Regions from separate parts of the Ovis aries genome. Here region 1 is linked to region 2. A link is a contact called in public Hi-C data. All regions are on one chromosome and are shown on one strand. The core of a region is the stretch at or near the end of the contact, and the rest is flanking DNA. Distances in the headings are between cores, read along the strand shown.

Region 1 (6,594 bases), core at 1,451-3,950, 78 kb before region 2:
GGGCCTGGAATATCGTTCCTCTCTCCAAGACAACTCCCACTTACCTGTTTAGCCTGTACTCTTCCATGTCTTCCAGGGTAAAGCTACATCAGGCTGCCTGGCAGAGTAAGTGAAACTAAAACTGTCCCTCTCTGAGGCTGGTCTGTGCTAATTCAGTGCTGGTCCAGGGCATGATTCTCAGCTTGTCCATAAAGGTTTGTTGACTATGGCTTATAGGCCTGGGCAGGAAAGCAGTGATGCACAGTCTTTTGTTATCTGACTATTCCTTTTGCTGAAAAGAAGCTCATGGTATTGGCCACGGGGCTGGTGTGCCACCTGTACCTTGGGCCACTTCTGGTGGCATCACTGTAAAAAATATAGGCATACAACAGCTTTGGAAAACAATTTGGAATTACCTAATAAAGGTGATCACGTATACCTACAACATAGAAATCCCATTCCTGGGAATGTACCTGGAGACTTGTACACATAAACCAGGAGACACATACAGAATATTTTAGAATAGCCCCAAACTGGAACCCACCCAAGTGTCCATCAACACAAGAATGGATAATTAAATTGTAGTTTCACACAATGAAACATATGATACAGGGCAAAAGTGACCAAATTAAAGCTCCACTCATTAACGGGAATGAATCTTTAAAAACTACACAATGATGAGCCAGAGAAGCAAGACAGAAGAATATATTTAATATGAGTCCCATTGCACAAAGCTTAAACAGATGATCAAAATAATACTGTTAAGGGAGACAAACAGAGGGAGGAAATCATAAAAGTGAGGAGAGGACTGTCACTAAATTCAGGATCATGAGGCACACAGGCTCCTAAAATACTCAGAATGTTCTCTTCATTGGCCTGGGTGCTGGGTACAAAGGAGTTTATTGTTGTTTTTCACACTGCATACATACATGTTATATACTCTTCTGTATATATTCAATACTATATGTTTTATTTAAGAAAAAAAAAAAAAGGATGGCGTGTGCCCTGACTCTGCCCTCTTTTCATATCCAATCTCTACGCTTGTCTTCAGCTGGCAGAGATGGAGCCGGGGTCCCTCATCACAGTTCGTTTCTGTTTCTGAGGGGGTCAGAGGACTATGGGAGGTGAGGGCCTTCCCTCTGCAGCTGGGCCCTGCTACTCCAGAGTGGGAAGGCCTGGGGGAAGCAGGGCCAGGCGAGGCCGGCTGGCTCTGCTGTCTCTGCCAACTCTGGGGATTAGGCCAGGGCTCTGGCCCACCTGTTGTTTCACTCATTCAGCATGAACATAGCCACTGAGCACTTACTGTGAGTACTGGGTGCTGTTGGGAGGGTTCAGATAAGTGAGAAATGGTCTTTGACCTCAAAGATCTGTACCATATACAGAGGTAATCACATATACAAATAACTATGATATCAATACAGGCAAAATGTGAGCTAAGTATCACATGACCTCTCATTTGCACTTTCAGTAAATGTTTGTTGAACAGCTATTATGTGCTAGAAACTGTGCTGGATAGTGAACGTAAAAAGGCAGTTCAATCACAACCTTGACCCTTAAGTTCTTAGTCTAATGCATGGGAACAGACACAGATGAGATAAATACGACAGTGGGGAAAGCCCCTGATGTAGAGATGCCCAGGAGAAGCAGGAAGAGGTCCCACTCAGAATGGGTGAGATGGGGACAGAAGACTAGGAAAGGTTGGAGAAGGGAGGCCTTTCTGAAGGAGGCAGTCCCTGAACTGAAGCTTCAGGGATGAGGAAACAAGACCAAGATGAAGGGCTAGGACATCCTCCGCAGAGGGATAAGCTGGAGCAAAGGTACAGGGTAAGAAACAGTGTCAGGAGGACTGTTTCCAGCCAGAATACAAGTACTCAGCAGGGATGGGAGAGGAGCAGCTGGAAGGGATGGCCAAGGCAGATCAGGGTCACATTTGCCTTGCAAACCTTAGATCTTATAAGTGCTGGGAGCCACTGGAGGCTTTAGGGGAGCTTGATAGTTACAATAGCTCAATACAGAGGAAGGGTTGAGGTGTATGAATTGGAAGAAGACAGGCAAGTTGTCAGGTTGATGTGGATCAAAGAACTATTCTGACAGGCTAGCTGTGTCTGAGAGTGGGTGGTGGGTGCAGGAGAGGCCATTTTCAGGAACAGCTCCTTGCCAGAGTGACCAGGTGTGTCACACAGGGCTCCCCTCTGGGACTAGTGTGGGCAGAGGCAGGGACAGCCAGAAATGTGGATGGGGCTTTGAATCATCTGATCCCAGGGCCCCACATGCTGGCCTGTGGACATGAGGCAGGTAGTGAACTTCTCATCAGTCAAACGTGTGCACTTTAAAGATCTATCTGCAATCAAACCAGTAAAGTAGCCATATCGCTTAAAAGCATGAAGTGAATTACCAACTGAAAGCTCTTAAAGATTCAAAAGGAGTTTCACCGTGGAACTGGGTGGAGGGGAGGGTTTGCAGTTTTTGTTTCTTTAAATTATCATAGTTCAAAAACCATTCACATAAAACAAATAACCCCCACCCCCGCCCAAACCGGCCTTTGTTCTGAATTTATGTTCTTTTTAAATGGATAAAAAGTGGCCTTTCTTGTATGAAGCGATACAAGATAGAGAATAGTAGGCTGTCGTTGAGCCCTATGCATCTTGAGATACGAGGCTGGGAGCCGCCAGTCGCAAGCACCCTGCAGTTGTGGCGAGCGGCCGACAGGGGTCAGGAGAGCTCCACGCAGGGCTGGTGGAGCCGCGCCCGAGCCCGAGCTCGCGAGCCAGAGCCGAGCTCCGCGGTGCGCGCGACGCCTCTGGTGAGACGATCTGGCAGAGGGAGGGCCCTGGACCCTGCACCCTGGACCTGCCTTAGCCTGAGGTTCTCGACTGAGGGTCCCGGGTCTCGGTTCCGTCAGGCGGACGTGGACTGGGTGTCCGTCCCCAAATCAAAAAGAGGCGCTCCTTTCTCAGTCCCCCACGCTTGACTGACACCAGCCTTGGCTCCACGTCTGGGCGTGGCCGGTTCACCTACGGTCTTTTCGCCTACGGTGGGCAACTCACCCGTCTTCCGGAAGCGGGCCCGGCGCCAACTTTGTGTCTTGCATAGGACTGTCATGATCAAGGAGTTAGTATGTCAAAATGAGACTTGAAATATTTATATAGGTGAAGAAGCATCATTACCAGGTTATGAGTTTGGGACTCAGGCCGCTGGAAGCATGTCCTCTAGGCCCCAGCTCAGCTGTTCTAAAAGGTTGCCTGTACCTCCTCATTATCCCTGGAGGTGTGATTAGGCCTAGGGCCCATATGCTGCTGCTGCTGCTGCTGCTGCTGCTAAGTCGCTTCAGTCGTGTCCGACTCTGTGCGACCCCATGGACTGTAGCCTACCAGGCTCCTCCGTCCATGGGATTTTCCAGGCAAGAGTACTGGAGTGGGGTGCCATTGCCTTCTCTGCTGGGGTCCATATAGGAGTCCATTTTTTTTTTTAACAGGTTGCCAAGTTTTGACAAAGGGTGTGTGCCCAGATCACACTTGGAAAACCATTCCCTTAGCTTCTGTTGCCATCAGGACAGACAGGCAAGTAGGAAAACGAAGAACAGGATGGTCGTCAGCACGGGAACTGGGCTGATAGTGACCTGCCTAAAACTGGAGTGGAAGGAGGCAGCCCCAGGAAGGAGAGGTGCTGGCAGCTAGTGCTGCAGAGTTGCACAACGCATGTAATCAACCCCACACTCCAAGAACCGCGTGGCCCCTGCTTTCCCATTGTTCACGACTCAGACTTCACTTTTTTGGCTTTACTTTAAAATATTTTTATTTCACATACAGCATCTGGAAAATCATTGTTCTCCCCACGCTGGAGGCAGAGCTACATTATCCTCACTGACTGGCTGAAATACCCCATTCTGACGTCTTTGGGCTTCCAGCCACACTTTATTATTTTGAAAAATTTATTATTATTTATTTTCTGTCTGCACCATGCGGCATGTGGGATCTTAATTCTCCAATCAGGGATTAAACTTGCACCCACTGCATTGCAAGCACAGAGTCTTAACCATTGGATTGCCAGGGAAGTCCCCAGTTACATTTTAAGCCCAGCAAGACCACCATTTTAGCCACATTCATCTCCAGCACAGTAGGGAGCAGGGTGGGAAACTAAAGGGACAGGGCCACAAGCCTCTCAGCATAGGTCTGGGCTGGGGTTGGCAAGGAACCGATAGCACCTGTCACAAGCATCAGGCTGGGAACAGCTCCTGGCTACAGGCCAGGACCAAAAGTCAGAACAGGCGCTGCTGGGCTGCGGACCAAGAAAACCAGGTCTTTTAGGGAACTCAGATGGGGTGGAACAACCCAAAACTGTCATACCCTGACTGTGCTCCATCCAAGCCCCAAGTGGGGCTCCATGCTGGCATTCTCAGAACCCCTATTTCTGCTGATCTGGATTCTAACTCCAGTTCTGATTTGGGGAAAACCAAATTGTCTTGGTCTTTTAAAAAAAAACACGGGGATAGTTTCTGGCAATTTATAAGTTTCCTTCTGGCTCCAAGACTTTTTCCACTCTGGGATCCCTCCTTTCTTTAAAAATCACTGCAAGATCTGGAAAAGGGGGACTGAGTACTCCTCTCTCTTGTGGGTTGATTCCACCCCTGTGTCTCCCATCACCAGTGAGCAGGCCGGAAGCAGGGCCTGGATCTGCTGTGCTCCAAGGACACAGGGCTGGAGCCAGACAGAAGGCAGGAACAAGTAGACTGCTTCTCTCCCAAAACACCAGTTTAGAAGCAGATGGGTTTGCTTCATGATATGTTTAATACAAAATGGCAGCAGCCACTGTGGAGTGGTAACAAATAGCCACAGGGTGTCCAGAGACATGTGTGCAGGCAGCCTTGGCTGGAGTCGGGCCAGCCAACCCAGGCCTGCTGCCCAGTCAGCTGGGGGCTGTCACATGGCCAGGAATGGACAGTGGCACTGGCAGGGTAGTGCTGGAGGCATCGAGCCCAGCCTTCACGAGCATGCAGACCTCTGCCCACTGTGGATTCTGGGTGGCACAGGTGTTCTGAAATGCCTGTTCCTAGAGCTCTGCCCCAGAGTGATGGAATTCCAGCTCTAAAAAATGAGGGACGGAGGAGGCTGCAGTGGGAGTTCCCACTCACACACTGATGAAAGTTAATGCCTCATAGAAACTGGTAGAAACAAAGGCTGGGTTTTGTGGGTATTTTTCCCCATAAAGAAAAGAGACTACCAAGTTCAAATTAATGAACTTGGTAATACTTCTGGTGTACTTGAGCAGAGGGTTCCCTGACACAGGCTCATCCAAGGAAAAGGTGCCCCTCCTGGGAGGGGGAGCACCAGGCTTGGAAGTTAGAGAGCAAGGGCACAGTCACCAAAGCCCCAGAGAAGCCAGCCTGTTTCCTGAGGACTCCTTGTTAAGTCACTGCACACTTCTGAGCCGGTGGGTGGGGCCTGCTGGGAGGAGACCTGCGGCAGCTGTCCTTCCAGAGAAAGGCCTCAAGGTGCTGGGAAGCAGGGTGAAGGGTCTAGGGGTTAGCGGAAGTCTGCATTGAAAGCTCTGCCAATGACGAGCCGCCTCACTTCACTGGTCCCAGCCCCGATTTCATATAGCTTGGCATCTCTCAGAAAGCGGCCCATGGGAAAGTCATTGATGTAGCCATTGCCACCTGCAGCCATGGATGGGGCAGAGAAAAAGACAATGGGAAAAGTGATAGGCAGTGGGCAAAGCAAGGGAAGCAAACAAGATCAAGCATCTAGAAATGGGCCAGGAGGAGAGACTGAAGAGAAGCAGCAAAAGGTGGTGAGAGGGAGGGTGGCCGGGGATGGGGGGTGGCCGGAAGGCCACTCAAGAGTGCTGAGGACGCCAGGCAGAGGCAGGGGAACCACTGGCGGACATGGAGAAGGCAGGGGGAAGAAACTACTGCATAGTGCTTACAGGGTGCCAGGCCCAGAGAGGGGAAGTAATCTGCACCAGCCACAAAGCCAGTCAGTGGTGGAGCCAGGATTTGAACCCAGCCATCTGGCCCAAGCCTGCGCTCTTAACCACTGTGCAGCAGTGAACTGAGGCTGTTCCACCTCTGAAGTGTCTCCTTTCCCCCATTTCCGGTGACAGGACCAGGCTGGGGAGATGAGAGGACAGTAGCAATCTGAGGCCTCTGGTGGTTTCCCATTTGCTTTTCCATGCCTTCCCGGTAACTGTACTAAAAGTACAGTTCAGCTACAGCACAGAATGAGGAGTGGAGGGGAGCCTCTTCCTGGAGGCAGCCACAGGCTCTGGGAGTAGGGAGCGGGAGGGGCACTCACCCAAACACTGGATGCCGTCCAGGGCTACCTGTGTGGCACACTCGGCCGAGTAAAGAATCACCCCTGCACAGTCCTGCGGGCGGAGGCTCCAGGTCAGCAAGGTCAGCCAGGACTGCGTGGAGGGGGCCCACCCCGCCCCTTCCCTGGTGTGTGCCATCCCCTGGGGCCGGCCCTCACCTTGGCAGTGCAGTGGCCCTCATCACAGGCCTTGGCAACATTGTAGACGTACTGACGGCAGGCCATGAGACGGGTGTACATATCTGCCATCTTCCCCTGCATCAGCTGTGCCCAAAAGTAGGCCACAGGTCAGTGTGCTGGAGAC
Region 2 (5,677 bases), core at 555-3,054:
CTTGGGACACAAGTGGCCCGCAGCCGTGGGGCTGTCTGACTATTGGTCCGTCCTGGTCACATGGGCCTTCAGCCTGCTAGATGCAGAGGCCTTTGCCATGAGGTTAGGGGAATCTTTTCCTGCAGGCCCTTCTAGAGATCTGGGTTGCCCACCCTGCAGGATGACTGGATTTCTACCCAGCCTGCTGCTCCTCACTGCTGTCTGGCCCCCACCCTGGCTGGGAACAGGCGCAATGGGGAAAGCAGACCTCGTCTCCTCTACCTCCATTCCTCCTCCCCAGACCTGGGTTCCAAAGATCATGGGGAACATTAGGTCTCAGCTGCATCCTTCACTCCCAGGCTGGTGCTCTAAGGGCCTTCCAGCTCCAAACACAGGGCATGGGCCAGGTGACAGGAGGCCTGACTGCCACCCCACCAGGGCCGTGCTCCAGCTGTCAGAGACTAGACTGGAACTCAGTAGGCAGCACGTGGAGAGGGTAGGAGAAGAAGTGTGTGTGTGTGTGTGTGTGTGTGTGTGTGTGTGTGTAGCCTGGGTGCGTCACTGTAGCTGGGAATGCAGAGTCTGACTCAGTGGGAACATCCGGCACGAAAGGAAGAGAGAGCCCAGTGGCATTTCCAAGCAGGATGGGAACTCTAGGGTGGCGGAGATCGGCTGCCGGGTCAGCGGCGCTGCTCCAAGGCCTGGCCTGGAAAGAGGCTCAGTGTGGTGCGCAGGGGAGGGCAGATAGGAAGGGGTGGTTCAAGGGCAGCAGGGTTGGATCTCTGGCTGCCTGGGCTGGTCTGGGTAGGAAGGAGAGGGCAGCAGGGCTTTCTGCTTTGGAGACAGAAGGGACAAGTTGTCCACGGGATTAGGGAAATAGATCCCGGTCAGTCAGGGCTGAGGGGGAATGCAGGAACCTCTGACCTATCCTTCAGGGCCTGGAGGTCGGGGACCTGTTACTAGAGAACCAGATCCCAGGTGCTCCTGATACAGAGACCACCTCTCCCCCTGGCACCCCCAAACTCCTGGTCTCAGAGGCACTAGGGGTGGCATTGCCAGGCAAGCTGCTGTCCAGGGCAGAGACAGCAGCCTCGGGTGTACCGGCAAGATCTGGGGGGAGACTTTCCCAGAAAAGGCTGCTTCCAGTCTGAGGGTCAGAGAGGCTGAGAGGGCCAGCCCTGGAAAGCAAGGCCAGGAAGGGCTCCCAAGCAGGAGCCAAGGGGAAAGGCTGTTGTCCAGGCTTGAGCTGTGGCGGCATGGGCCCTGAGGGAGGTGCCCCGCACCAAGCGGTGACCTGGACAGTTGAGCATCCCAGGAGTAACTGTACTTGAAAGTACAGGGAAGACAACGCTGAACCCAAAGGAATGAATGACTAATGGTGTTATTTTAGGTATGCGGTAGTACCTGATGGCCTAGGGGAGATGAACTCTTCCAGAACTGATGAGGAGAATGAGGGGCCAGGGGACACTCATTTGAGCAGAGGCCTTCGGACCAGGGAGGGCAATGGACTGGACTATAGGCCTCTCTCCACTAATGGGAGGGACAGAGACCTACTCAGCTGCCCATCTGTCTGCAGGCAGGCCCAGGCTGGGGTCCTACTGGAGCATGAGGCCCCCTGTGTGGGCTCGCCCTGCCAGGCAGAAGTCCCTGCCAGTCTGCCTGGGGACACTGGGGCGGGGCACGGAGAGGTGCTGGGCAGGGCCAGCTGCCTGCCGGTGCCCTGGTCCTCGCCCTCTGAGAGTGGATGGTGGGGGCGGTGGCCGCGGCGTTCCTGGCTGGGAGCCCAGAGAAGCCTTTTGTAATCACAACATGATCTCGTGTGCTGAGCAGTGAAGCCGGCAGGGAGAGGCCGGTGGAGGGAGGCCCAGCTCCGGTGGCTCCGGCTTCCCTCCCGCTCTAGCTCCCCCCAGGACTGCTCTGGAATTCTCTCCGTGCCCGCTGTTGCCATGCACTCAGCTGTGAGTGGCACCTTGCCTTTGGCGGGGGGCTTCTTGGGGCTGGGACGCCAGGCGGCCACACTCTGAGGGCAGCTAGGGACAGCTGGGCCCGGGAGGAAGAGGGCTGTGCCTAGGCGGGAGGGGAGGGTGCTGGGCAGGGGTGTCGGCCACGAAGGAGTCCCTGCAGCCAGACAAGGAGGGACCCAGGGATCACTGTGTGCCTGGGGGGCTCCGCAGTGGGGCCCACCCATGGAGCTGACTCTTGCCGGCAGCTCTTGCTCTCAGCCTGGAAAGGCTGGGCCTGTGGGAGCGGCTCTTTCCCACAGGCTGGGCGCAGGCCTGAGAAGTGGGGTCCATGGCCTAGGAGCCCAGGACAGAGCAGGGTCCTCTCCTTTCACTGTGGTTCTCGGCCTGGGAGCCCAACAGCTCCCCCCTCGACCTCCTGAATCCCCTGGCAACTTCCCAGTCACGGCAGGTTCCGCTGCCAGAGCCATTTATAACTCCCATTCCGGGCTCTGCTCCGCAGCTGAGCTCCCTGGAGAGCCGGGGGGAGGGGCAGCCACTGCTGGGAGCTGCGGGCCTGGGCATGAGGCTCTGACCTGAGCCCCCCGAGAGGACGCAGGGAGATGGCAGATGGGCCTAGCAGGGTGGGGGCTTACGGCCTTCCATGAGCTGACTCCCCACGCGGCCCTAGCTCTGGGTCTGGGGCTGTTCCTTGGGTGGTAAGAATAGGGTAGAATGGGCGGATATAAAAGTTGAGGAACTGGTAAGGGATGGGCCCAGCAGTCAGGAGCTTGGGCCCCTGCCCTCTGCAGGGGCCTCACGGGGCTGAGTCCCCGATGAGCAAGCAGGAAGAGAAGGACGCAGAGCTGGACCGGAGGATAGTCGCCCTTCGCAAGAAGAACCAGGCCCTGCTGCGCAGGTACCAGGTGAGTGGGCTGAGCCAGGCGGGAGGACCGACTGGGCCAGCACTCCTAGGCTGACCTGCAGACTCCGGCATGGTGGTCTCTCCCTGCAGGCATGGGTCTGAGACCGGGGTGAGGGTGGGTGTCTTCCATCTCAGAGGCTCTGCGAGGGTCTTGGGGACTCTGTGATGTGGTGTGTCTGCCCCCTGGTGTCCCACTGGTGTCTCTCTGTGTAGGCCTGTCGGCGTCTGTGTATCTGTGCCTCTGGGGGGCCGTGGCCTGTGCTGACCCCGGGGCCCTCCCACAGGAGATCCAGGAAGACCGGCGGCAGGCAGAGCAGGGGGGCATGGCTGTGACCACACCGGAGCTCCTTCGTCCTGATGGCCTCACTGTCACCGTCAGCCAGGTTCCTGGAGGAAGACCCACCCGGGAGACAGGGTGGGGTGGCAGGGAGGTGGCGGCCCAGCTTGTGCCGGGGGAGCACAGCCGCCCCTGCTCCTCTGCCTCTCCCACTTCTCTTCAGTGGCGCACCTACCAACCTCATGCAGCCCAGGCCACTGCTGGCCCCCACCCCAAAGAGCCACAGTTGGAAGGTGACCATGCCCTTTTCCAGCCCCAGAGCTCTGCACCTGTGCCCCCACGCACAGGCTGCCCCTAAACCCCAAGTCCCAGGGCACAGGGACGTTGGGGCTGAATGCCAGGAACAGCGTCTGAGAACAGAGCCTCGTTGTCTGAGCGCTTTGGATTTCCCAGCTCAGAGATGGGCCACTGTGGCGTCTTGGGCCCCTGGGTGGCCCCAGGCCTGGATAACCTAATGCCACTGGTATGTGAACGCCTCACAGAGGCAGCTCCTCAGTGGGCATTCCAGGGAGGGCCAGGGCTGGAACCCAGCCTGGGGAAGCACCCAAAGGACCCAACCCCCAACTTCTGCCCAGTGCTGCCCATGTGGTCTCACGGCATGGCACCTCATTCTGCAGGGGAAGCGGGTGGTCAGCCGGAACTGGGTGAGGAGTGCCCTTGGACCTGGAGCAGCCAGTGAGACGCTTGAGGATGAGCAGGCAGAGGCCCACACTGGCACCTTCTGCTTGGGGGAGCGGGTGGATCTGGCCGTGACCATGGAAAACAAAGCCGAGGTGAGCAGGGTGGGTAGGGGAAGCCTGTGAGCCAGGAAGCCTCCGCTTCTTCCCTGCCTGCGCCACCCTGCCCAACATTTCCTCCCCAGGCCAAGCGGATCGTAAGTGAGAAGCCCACCAGGGCACGGAACCAGGGAGCAGAAGCATCACCTGCAGCAGGCGTGGGCCGGAGCCCCTCCGTGCCACCGGCCGTCAGCTCAGATTCTGCACGGAGGGTACCTCCCCAAGAAGGGGTGGGGACATGAACGTGGTGGTCCCCATTTGGGAGAGGCATGGAAGCTGAGTCGCATATGTCCCCATCTGGGGAGACGTGACCCAGGCAGCACCTGCAAGAATTCCCACTCCTTCTTCCCTTCTCTGACCAGTCTCCACAGCGGGTGGGTCATGCAGTGAGAGACAGTGCAAGCGAGAGACGTGTCCCAGCCCCTAACCCCTCCTGGACCTCTGGTGCAATCTGGTGGGGTCTGGAGGTGGGTCTAGGGTGTGAGAGACTGGCCGCGTGCCAGGTGTGACCTCTAGATGGCAGCAGTCCCTAGTCTTGGCTCTTGCTCCCAGCAGCTGGGTGTCCCTCCACCCTCCGCCTGACCACACACCCCAGCAACAACCCCGTGGATAGCACTTTTATTATCCCCATTTCACAGATGAGGAAATGACCAACGAAGAGGTCATCTTCCCTCAAAGACACAGCTAACCTTGGATGGAAACCATGCCTATGGCAAACAGGATTTAACCGACATGGAATGGATCTAATCTGGGGGTGGGGTCGTCAAAACCTTCAGAGAGGAAGGGGTTAGCAGACTCCCTGGATCCCCATCCCAAACCCAGGGCTGTTTCTGCTTCCACCCCATGGTGCTTAGTGTCTTTTCCCTTCAGGGTGTCCAGGAGCCCCGGAGTCCAGCCCCGGTCCCAGGCCCAGCTCCCCGCCGGGCACTGGGGGGCCCCTTGGAGGTGGGCTGGGACTATGCCCAGTGGAAGCAGGAGCGGGAGCAGATAGACCAGGCCCGCCTGGCGCGGCACAGAGACGCACAGGGTGACTGGCGCCGCCCGTGGGACGTGGACAAGGCCAAGCCCACGTGGGTGGCAGGGCCCGGCAGCTGCTGGGTTGACGTGCTGTGGGGCTGTGTCAGGCTAACTGTGGGCACCTCTTGGAGGGTGGCTGGGCCCCCCCAGGGTGGTGAGGATCTCCCTAGCCCTCCGATTGGGCCCTGGGCTAAGGGCTCTGTGTAGGCACTGAGTTTCCCATCTTTCTTGGGCCCACCCTCTCCCTGCTGTCCTTAGGCCTAGGGCTAGAGTGGGGGAGGGGGTGTTGGCCCACCAGCAGCTCTGCAGTCTCTGTCCTTCCCGCCACCAGCCACCCTGACTCCCTCTTTCTGCAATGCAGGCGACAGGGCTCCAGCAAGCCTCGGGAAGAGGGCCCAGCCAGGGTGGGCAGCACGAGGGGTGAGCCAAAACCCCACGACCCCCACCCCTCCTGGAGTTTTTCACCCCTTGCTCCCTCTCTGTCCTCTGTCTCTTGGATTACCACCTATTTTCAGAGCTGGAAAGAAGCATGAAAGAACGTCTTCTTTCCTCTGCTCCCTATCAGAACTTCCTTTGCATCCTCTAAACCCACAACCGTTGTCCTGGGTTTTGACCCCAGAAGGTCTGGAGAGAAGGCTCACTAGGAAGTCAGTACTGGGGTACTTTTGAGGTGCTGCACCCTCCTGGGTGGCAGCTGATCCTT

Evidence for each region. Hi-C and Micro-C count contacts between places; a contact is called where the count stands out from the background.
Region 1: a Hi-C map of hypothalamus shows a contact between it and region 2, with 5 times the contacts expected there. The contact joins the enhancer-like site here to the promoter of CCDC9B in region 2. A contact is called at or near these places in 9 of 16 Hi-C or Micro-C datasets (blood, hypothalamus, liver and 3 more).

The regions. Positions count from the first base shown.
Region 1 is chr7:34,236,362-34,242,955 of ARS-UI_Ramb_v3.0, reverse strand. It overlaps IVD (isovaleryl-CoA dehydrogenase), which reads right to left. Exons shown (of 12, transcript XM_027971680.3): 10 at 6,450-6,554; 11 at 6,273-6,345; 12 at 3,748-5,635. The coding sequence ends at 5,502. Among named protein-coding and RNA genes, the nearest start is that of IVD, 12 kb to the right of the region's middle. Within about 2 kb of position 2,700, at least 16 of the 54 cell types and tissues checked have an H3K27ac peak or open chromatin away from gene starts, as enhancers often do. A contact at or near this core is called in hypothalamus and muscle, where this site is marked.
Region 2 is chr7:34,158,369-34,164,045 of ARS-UI_Ramb_v3.0, reverse strand. It overlaps CCDC9B (coiled-coil domain containing 9B), which reads left to right and starts at 1,804. Exons shown (of 11, transcript XM_027971678.2): 1 at 1,804-1,937; 2 at 2,732-2,845; 3 at 3,129-3,227; 4 at 3,799-3,954; 5 at 4,044-4,169; 6 at 4,828-5,027; 7 at 5,336-5,394. The coding sequence starts at 1,926.